2 separate regions of the Astyanax mexicanus genome follow, and region 2 is linked to region 1. A link is a contact called in public Hi-C data. All regions are on one chromosome and are shown on one strand. The core of a region is the stretch at or near the end of the contact, and the rest is flanking DNA. Distances in the headings are between cores, read along the strand shown. Region 1 holds the start of stk10 (serine/threonine kinase 10). Region 2 holds the start of atp2a2b (ATPase sarcoplasmic/endoplasmic reticulum Ca2+ transporting 2b).

Region 1 (5,182 bases), core at 732-3,231:
CTTACCCAACTCAACTCAATGGAGACAACCACCCAGGTTCAGACAGCCTCAACAGTAAACCAATGAGCTAATGCAGAAAGACTGGTTCTGCTGTCAATGGTGTGGAATCTAGCTGAGGGTAAACTGGTTTATAAACTGTAAACTTTACAAAAAACAAAACAAAAAAAAAAACAACATTCATGAATCTGAAATATGCAACACATTCCAAGCAGCTCAACATTGAATACCAGCCAATGTCAAACTGTGGAGCACCAAGAAAACAAAAAAGTAGTAGGGCTGGTTCTGGCCTTACTCTCATTCACTAAGAATGAACAAGTTTTATAAATTACAAATGTATTATTAGTCGCTGCACCTAAACTGGTTTAATAAACTGTAAATTTTACAAAAAGCTTAACTTACTCCATTTAATTAAGTAACTTCTGAATTCTTTCTATGAAATACTACAGCTTCTGACTGTCAGCACCTGAAACAACAATAAGCAAAGGTGGATATACTGTATATAAAGTTTACAAAAGCTTCAATTTGTACAATTTAGTTAATAGAGTCTTGAGATATATAAATTATTCAACAAACTTCCAGCAGCCCAATGGTAAGAACCACCCAGTTTCAATGAATCAAGTGTAGACGAGCTGATTATAGTGTTAAAATTGTAAAGTTATAACTGTAAACTCTACAGAATGCCCAATCAAGGCTGGGTCATAGGTGTATCTTGTGTCAAACCAACCCAATGGTAAAAAACATCCAGTTTCAGACAGACACTGCTATACAGTACTGCCAATAAAACTGTTAATAGTATAAAAGGTTTAAAGCTCACGGTCCCTGAGATTAAACTGGATTTACAATCTGTAAAGTTTACAAAAACTTCAATTTGTCCAATTTAGTTAATAGAGTCTTGATATATGTAAAATACTCAACAAACTTCAAGCAGCCCAATAGAGAAAAAACACCCAATTTCAGTCAGTGCCTCACTGTAGAGTCTGAAAAACCAACAAGCAAATGTAGATGAGCATATAAATGTAAAGTCTACAGAATGAGTAAAGTCTGCAATATATCCCCTGTCAAATCAACCCAATGGTGAAAAACACCCAACACTGTACTGCCAAACCAACTGGTCAAAATATAAAAAGGTGTGAAGCTCACAGTCAATGAGATTAAACTGGATTTCTAAACTGTAAAGTTTACAAAAAGCTCCTTTTAGTCCATTTCATTAAGCAACTTTACAAACACCCTATTTCCCAGTTTCTGAAAGTCAATACACTTTTATAGTGCCTTAAAAACAACAAGCAAATGTGTATAAATTGTTTATAGTGTTAACGATGTGAAACTCTTAGTAACTGATATTTACAAACTGTAAAGTTTAAATAAACCTGTAAATAAAGCTTCTTTCCACTCCAAAAAGTCCAATAGTGGGAAGCACCCAGTTTCAAACAGTCAGCTCTTCAGAGCAGAGCCTGAAAAACCAACCAGTAAAAGTAGCTGGACTGGTTCTGCTGTTAAACACAGGAATCAGTGATTTAAATACAGGAAACTGAGAGAAACTCACCTTATAAACTTTCCCAAAAGCTCCATCCCCCAGCTCTCCTACTATCTCCCACTGATCACCGGGGTTCACATCCCTGTGAACGTGTTCATACTGCTTCACTCTCTTCTTATCCAGAGTGGGGAGACGAAAAATCCGGCCGAATATTGAAGCCATGGTGAATAAAGCAGAATTAACCTGAATAAAACTCAATAAAACTCTGTATAACTCTGTTAAACTGAGTCTCAGAGTTCTCCGGCGGAGTTTACTGGGGTATAAGTGAACTCCAAAAGCTCAAACTCTCCCAAAACTCCCTCCTACTCCATCCTCACAGCTCAAAAACCACAAAAACTAAAACATTAAAACTCCTAAATCTGTAGAAACTAAAGAACAGGATCTGAACGCGAACATCTCGCCGCTCGCGCGCACCGAGTGGCGCCCACCTGCAGCTCTCACACACTCAAACCGCAGCGGCTCCGATCCGCAGAGAATCGGTTCTCTTGATCCGGTTCTTTTCTACGATTCAGACGAACCGATTCATAGGTTCAAAAGAATCGAATATTACTGAACTGAGTCAGCTGAGAAGAAATATTTATACTTACGTCATTTTAAGAACGAACGTCATATTGTACCTTTTTCTTGGCGCAAGATGGTTCAGTTTCTAAAGCAACGCTATAATATAAATATAAGTTAAATATATTAAAATAGTATATTAAAAAATATCAAATATGCCTTTAAAAATTAAGTGTTTTTGTGTATGTTTTATGTTTGTGTTCTTTGTTTATCGTGTTTCCTCCTTTTTGTATTTTTGAGGTAGAGTTACAGATATACAGTGAATAGTGAATATTTGAGTAATGTTCTAATCCAGGTTATGAGAAACAAGAACTACTCAACTAAACACAGAAAAAAAGTCAGTAAATCCAAAACGTTTAAAGAACTTTGGTATAATGTTGAATAAAGGTTGTAATGCAACCAAAACTTTACTCAATGATATTTAATATTTCCTGATAGCAGGAGATATTTTTAATCTATTTAATTAATTCACTGAGAAGAACTGTGACTTCATAAAACTCTGTGATCAGATCCACCCAGAAACAGAACGATTCAAAAGAATCAGTTCACTAAACTGAACTGAACTCCTGTGCGAGCTAGAACGCACGCCTGTCACCTAGGCCACGCCCCCAACACGGCGAGGCATCATGGGATTTGTAGTTTGTTTATTTTTTCAAACAGTTTAACCTTCTTTACCAGCTTTTAGGCACATAAAGCCTTTTGTGATGCTTTAATACTCTTTACAGTTTAACACTTTTAATATGATTTGAACTCCTTAATGTCCTTATTGCAAGAATATGAAATATAACTAAACACAACCGAAATTTATTTTAAAATACAAAAAAAGAGGAGAGAAAAGCTCAAAAACAACAATTACATATTGTAACTCATTGTGACTCAAAACTAAATAAAACAATAAATAAATAAAAATAAAAAAAGATTAATAAAGCAAGTTAGAGCACTATATCTGCACAATGCCTCCATCTAGTGTTTATATAGGGTAAAGACATAAACTGAGAAGCAGTGAAAGAAGAAAAGAGAGACTGAAATAGATACAGAAAATATTAATAAATAAATAAATAAATAAATAAACAAATAAATGCTAAGGAGTCGTTGTGATGCAATCAAAATTTATTTGCTGTAATATTTGATAAATGAGATTATGAAAACACTGAACAACAAAGGTTTAAAAATATATAATATAATATAATATTATATAATATTTTTATATATTTGTTTATAAGATTGAAGCTCAGAAACAAGTTTACGTGAAAGAACGTATACATAGAACATACTCACATAAAAGAACAAAAACATTAGTATTTAGAATAAAGACATACAGCAAAAGTTTAGAACTATAATAAAACTTCATATATAGTCATAAAGTGATGTACTGAATGAGCTGGGTATAAACTCCTTAATTTTGCTTCTTCTTAGTATCTTCTGCCTCGCAGTACAGCACAGTCATCATAGGTGAAGGCCAGTTCCTAAAACACACACACACACACACACACACACACAAGTTAACACAGAATGCAATGAAACTCCAACTCTGTCATCTTCTAAGTTCAAAGAAAATCCTGCACAACAAAAACAGAGCTGGAAAACAGGCCAGTTTCAAAGTCCCAAAACTGTTACATCACAGTCTTCACTGGATTTAGGTGATTCATTCTGCCCCATTGCTACAGATGTATAAAATTAACCCCTTATCAAGTCACTTTATAGAGCTGCAGAGAGGGACCGACTCCACACTGATGACTACAGGTTTAGAATAAGATGTCATAACAACTCATATAGGTGTAATATGTAGGTGTGCCAATACTTGTGTCCATATAGTGTAGCTACAAAGGGGGACTGACTCCACACTAATGTCTATGGGTTTATAATGGGCTTTTTTTAATGGGTTTTATTAAAGCTTCTGTAGACATGATGTGTAAGTGTCCCAATACTTTTGTCCATATAGTGTAGATATAAAGGAGAACCAGATGCACATTAATGTCTGGATTTATGGATTTAGAATCTGAAGTCATAAAACTCCTGTAAAATTAACGTGTAGAAGTCCCAATACGTGTAATATCTTCATATTAATGTTTATGGGTTTAGAATAGGATGTAATTAAAAGGGGGACTGACTAGAATAAAAGCACAGACACTAAGTGTGTCTTTGCTGATTTGCAGAAAAGCAGAAAAACTGTAAAACTGTCTCTTTTTTTTGGCCAAACTATTACTGTAAGTGCAGAATTAGAGCTAATCTGAGCCAAACCAGAACAATCTGGATATTTGAGGCTTGGAATTTAGCCTTTAGGTCTAATGAGGCCAAACCATTTATGTGTTTCTCGCTGTCCACTGTGGAGAAGGCCAGGCTTTACTGATAATAAGAGATGTAATTTTTTGTAACTGTATTCTGCATTTACTGTGTTCCACATTTAAACACTTGCTTACGCAACAAACACGTACTACAGAACATTATAATTGGAATAAATCTACATTTGTCCGGAATGTCATGAAAAAACAGCACTGTAGGATTTGCACAGTCACTGTAAATTAGTTAGAGACATCCTGATGACCTTTGAGTTGTATTTAAAACAAAAAAAACGTGTCTGGTGCTCCACTGGGTAAAATAGAGCATTTGAGTTATGATTTTATCCACTTTATTTACAGATATACGTATTTTGTTAGCTACAAAGAGGGATCGACTGCACACTAATGACTGTGTATGGCCTTAGAATGGGACTATTACAGCTCCTGTAGGTGTAATATGTAGGTGTTCTAATACTTTTAAAACATATAGTGTACCTGCAAAGAGGGTGTGTGGTGCTCCCATGGGTCAAACAGAGCTTGGGCTATAGTTTTATACATTTATAAACATTATACATTTTATTTTGTTAAATTTGTCGCCCTGCTGAAGAGTCTACTGAGAACCTCCTCAGGGTGTTATATATATTAAGTCCAAAGTCCAAACTCTTACAGCACTTCATGCTTCCCTCTGCTGAACACTTTTATGTAGATGCGGATTTCATTTTCCAGCAGGACTTGACACACTGCCCACACTGCCAAAAGTACCAATTGTTCTTATGTAATATCTTAATTTTCAGAAACACTGATTTTTGGG
Region 2 (5,182 bases), core at 1,632-4,131, 320 kb before region 1:
ATATATATATATATATATATATATATATATATATATACAGAGAGATAGAGAGAGAGAGATAGATAGATAGGCGAAGACACAGGAACTGACTTATACATAAACAAGAGACAGAGAAGCAGACAGATTGATCAGTAAGAGTGAGACAAAGACACGGACAAGAAACAAGAAAGATCAATAGATTGGTTAGTGAGAGAGACCAGAGTAGACAGACAGATAGACAGATCTATCAGTTAGAGGGAGACAAAGACAGACAGATACCTTGATAAGATTATTTAGAGAGACACAAAGAAAGAGACAAACAGACCATTATATAGACACACAGGCAGATAGATAAATCGATCAGCTAGAGAGAGAGAAAGAAAGAGACAGCGAGACAGATGGATAGAAAGACAATCAATCAATCACATATAGAAAGTGAGAAAATATATACAGACAGGGAGATAAATATGCTAGAGAAAAAGATAGAGAAGGAGAGAAGACAGACACACCAACACAGAGACATTCAGATGTAGAGAGAGAAACAGACAAATATATAGATAGAGACAGACAGATCAGTTAGAGAGAGTGAGAGAGAGAGAGACAAAAACAGATAGATTGACAAGATTAGTTAGAGAGAGAAAGATAGATAGAGACAGGCAGATCAATATATAGACAGACACACAAGCAGATAGACAAATCGATCAGCTAGAGAAAGACAGAGACAGACAGACAGATGGATAGAGAGACAAATCAATCACTTATACCGAGAGAAAGAGACATATAAACACAGACATACATATATAAATAGATAGACACTAACAAATAATAGATAACCTCATGTTTAATCCTAAACATTAAACATCAATCAATTAATCATCTCTAATCATATTCAGCCTAGTGTTTGTTAAAGGCGCGCGCGTCCACGGACTGCACTGACGTCACACTTTCACTTCAGCTCTTCTTCGCTTTTTTTTTTATCTCGCCGGTTCGCTGAGAGCCGCGCGCGCAGGCGGGCGCACGGGCCTGTCTCTCAGCTACACGTTACTCCGCCTGTCCGGCTAAATCCTCCGGGTTTCTGCTGCTCCTGGTCCTGCAGCAGCTCCTGTATCACCCCACACCCCCAGCCCAGCTCCAGCCCTCACCCCCACACTCTAAGTAACCTCCTGCCTCCGAGTTCAGCTCCGTCTAAAAGGGTTAAAACTCTGAACTTTCAGATACAGAAGGTCTGAGGGAAGCTGGATTGGGAAACAGTGGAATTACACAATGGCACCTGCGCTTCGCCGGTGTTCTGCCGGATCGTGCTACTCTGCCAAAGCGTGCTACTGTACAGTGTTAAGAGGGCAGCCTCAATAAAACAATTGGAAGACTTAAAAGACTATTATTAGAGAATAAACAGGATAAAACATAATATCAGACATTGTTCTCAACAGAAGTACAGGTATGATGTTTGGACGGCCTATATAATGATTTATCTTGTTTTTTTTTTTCCTTTTTAATTTGGCATTTAAAACTTTGCCATACATACATTACATAATAAAGCCATTATTTGTAGCTGATAATAGATTGTACTGGAGCTATGCAAGTTAAAGGCTTCATTGAAAAATAAAATAGTAAAAAACATTTTTTCCAAAAGCAAGAGACATTTTACTTAGCTAACTAGTATCATAATATAATGAATTTATATATTAATAATTGTGTGTATACACGTAAAATAATGACTATTATTTAAGTACATGTAGGATGATTGGACGGCTTAAATAACTAATTTTATATAATATAATATAAAGAGTTAGGTTACTTAGCTAGATTGATAGGAGTTTTTGTTGCTTTTTTTTATTTGACATTTAAATTTCGCCATTTACACATTAGTAGCTAGCTAAAGCTCAATCAAAAACTACATAAAGTTTTTTTTTTTATTACAAAAGCAACAAAACTATCTTTCTTAGCTAACTAACGTTACTTTATTATAGCTAGCTACCTGGCTAGGTTAGTTAAACCTATTATCTCGAAACAATGACTACTAGTTTACTTAAAAATATAAGAAAATGTGCTATCTTAGATGTTTCTCTTCAATTTTAAGTGGCGGTAATGGATATTTATGGGTTTATAAAGAAAAACATTAAAAGGGTATTTTAAAAATTGGACCGCGCATGCGCAGAAGGAATACTAGCACACATCAATGAGTTGCACAACTCGGCAGAACACCGGCGTCCACACGTTAGCCACTTAGCTAGGTTAGCTAGTTAGCATTAGCGCCGTGGCTAAGCAGAAGCAGGCCGGCTGAGATGACTCACCGTTCGGTCCCCACTTCTCCTTCTGCCGTTTCAGCTGGTCCAGGCCGAGCCCGGTGCTCTCGTTCACGCTGAAATAGCTGTACACCTCCTCCACCGTCTTTGTGTGAGCGTTCTCCATGGTGGACGGCGTCTCGAGCTCCTCTAAAACCGTCCCGGTTTCCCTCAGCGACTCCCGGATCCGACTAAAGAGCCGAGTCACCGCTTTAAGCTCGGTACCGGAGCGGCGCCCGCAGGCTGAGCCCGGCTGCTGGGAAGAGGAGGAAGAGCGCTCGTGTGTTTGTTAGCGGGAGCGAGTCGCCGGTAGAGAAGCTGTAGCTCGTTAACGGTTAGGTTAACTAACGTTACTGAAGTTTAAACTAACGTTAAACAAGCGGCTCCGAGTCCCGGCGACTTCGCGAGGCGCCCGGCCGGTCTCTCCTCGAGTTCTCCGCCGCTGTAGAGAAGCCTGAGCTCGGTGTTGGAGCAGCGAGGTGCCGGTGGATCACGGGTTAGTTAACTGGCTAAAGCTACTACAGGCAGCACCGTCAGCTGCAGCCGCTCCGCTCAGTGCTCGCCTCGCGCTCTCTCTCCTCCTCCAGCACTGTTCCGATGTCCGCATGTGGAAGGCTCTCATTGGCTGATTCCCCCGCACCACGCTGTTCCAAGGAGAGATCGATTCACTTATTCCGAGTATGGAACCGATTCCTTCAAACGGATCATTTCGCATAAACCCAGCGTTTGATTCATTAATGACTCACAGTTGATTCACTGCAGCGGTTCACTGAGTGGTTTGATAAGTGTGCGAATAAAAGCAAGATGGTGATTGACAGTCTAGGGCTGGGCGACATTATAGGTATATGTTTGAGTAAATTGAACACACAGACATTTCTCCCACATTCCAACTAAAAATATTGTCATTTAGAGCATTTATTGGCAGAAAATGGGAAATGGCTGAAATGACATAAAAAGATGCAGAGCTTTTAGACCTCAAATCATGCAAAGAAAACAAGTTTATATTAAAAACAAAAAGTTTTAAGAGTTCAGAAATCAATATTTGGTGGAATAATCCTTGTTTTCATCCATCTTGGCATGTTCTCCTCCACTAGTCTTACATACTGCTTTTGGCTAACTTAATGACTGCACTCCTGGTGCAAAAATTCAAGCAGTACAGCTTGGTTTGATGGCTTGTGATCATTCATCTTCCTCTTGAATATATTTAAGAGTTTTTTTTTTAGATTGGTAAAATCAAAGAAACGTAGCTTTTTTTAAGATTCTCATTCTCATTTCTCCTTTTTTTTCGAGAGCTGGTATATCCATGGAATTATAAAGAAACAACATGAAAATGTTCTTTTTTTTATAACATCTCAATATTTATTACTGTATTCTCGATGATATACATGTACAGTAATTTCAAGAAGAATTAATTTCACTAGAAACCATAATATCACTTTTTCAACAAAAAGTATAGGTAGAATGATAAGTATCTAGATAGATAGATAAGAGATAGGAGTGATTATAAAATCTTTTTTATTTTCGTTTATAATTTGGCATTTAATTTTTACAATTTACATATTGGCTTAGCTAACCACTACATTAAAATAACAACTTATCTAGCTAACTAGCATACTGCAGCTTAATTGTGCATGTGTGTGTTGAGGGGAGGCTACTGTATTTTGGTTGAATGATCTGTTGAATGGTGCTGGGACTCATTTAAGAGGTGCTTGCTATCCCTGAAAAAAATCTATAAACATTTGTCTATTTCCCAAACAGTAACTCTGGGAGACCCAGATGTTGTATAAAGTAATGATAGTGAAACAAAATAAGAAAATGTTGCAAAAAAAAAATCCTGTAACAACAAAAATCTACCTGCATGTATTGCAAACAAACTATTAAAAATAAATATAGTAAATAACAAAACAAATACAAAATTAACCGGCTCTGCTATTTCCTTTAAACTGAACAAAGACCAGGAAAAGGAGCCTCCCAGTTCTGCTGCTTATACACCGTATCTCTCGCCCAACGGCCTCTCCAGCCATTTATAGGCCATTTATCACTGAGCCTGTGACTGACACATTAATTGCAGCCACAGCAAAAGAGCCAGTCAGCGATTCAGTGAGTTGAAGCCTTCATTAAGATAAGACTTCAACAGCCAGTTCCAGTGTGCTGTATATAAAAGGGCGGGCTTTATAGAAGCATACACAATAATATCTTTAAAAGTTTTTAAACAATAAAAAAATATATATTGTGATAATAGCAGTATTACAGAATGTGTTGAAAGCTTTTTTGTGTCATTTTGTCTGTTTATTGTGATGCTTTAAGGTTTTTTTGTATATATAGATAGTACATCTTTATTTTAAGGTACTAAGTTATTTTTTCGAAATACTATAACAATTAACAATTAGTATCTTAACATAATAAAGAGATAGTATCTCAGTAAAGAGTATCTCAAAACAATGATTTAATATCTCAAAATAATGACATAATATCTCAAAATAATGACTTAGTATCTTAAAATAATATCTTGAAATATTGAGATAACATGATATAGTATCTTGACATAATGACTTAATATCTCAAAATTATGAGAGTATTTTAAAATAATGATACAGAACCTCAAAAATGTACTTAGTATTTCAAAATAATGAGATGACAATTAACTTAATAATAATAATAATAATAATAATAATAATAATAATAATAAATAAATACAGTCTGGGTTTTTTTATTTTAGATGGTGGGAATGGGCTTCTATAAGCAGTAGTGTATAAACAGTACAAATAGTGTATCTGCTCTGCGTTTCCTTCAGGAAATGCACTTTTCCAGTTTATGCTGTTATCTGTGAGATGATGGTCTGCTGGTCTGCTTCCACTGAAACTGGGTTAAAGGTTTATTTACATTACAGGGAAGTTTCCTCATCTCTCCATAGATCA

What was found. Hi-C and Micro-C count contacts between places; a contact is called where the count stands out from the background.
Region 2: a contact with region 1 is called in a Hi-C map of blood, with 7 times the contacts expected there. The contact joins the promoter of atp2a2b here to the promoter of stk10 in region 1. A contact is called at or near these places in 3 of 3 Hi-C or Micro-C datasets (blood and muscle).

What each region holds. Positions count from the first base shown.
Region 1 is chr17:45,662,527-45,667,708 of AstMex3_surface, reverse strand. It overlaps stk10 (serine/threonine kinase 10), which reads right to left and starts at 1,981. Exons shown (of 19, transcript XM_022676618.2): 1 at 1,544-1,981. The coding sequence starts at 1,696. It overlaps zmp:0000001268 (CYTL1 domain-containing protein), which reads right to left. Exons shown (of 4, transcript XM_007252796.4): 4 at 3,234-3,558. The coding sequence ends at 3,505.
Region 2 is chr17:45,985,059-45,990,240 of AstMex3_surface, reverse strand. atp2a2b (ATPase sarcoplasmic/endoplasmic reticulum Ca2+ transporting 2b) reads right to left here and starts at 2,881. Exons shown (of 21, transcript XM_022676629.2): 1 at 2,274-2,881. The coding sequence starts at 2,391.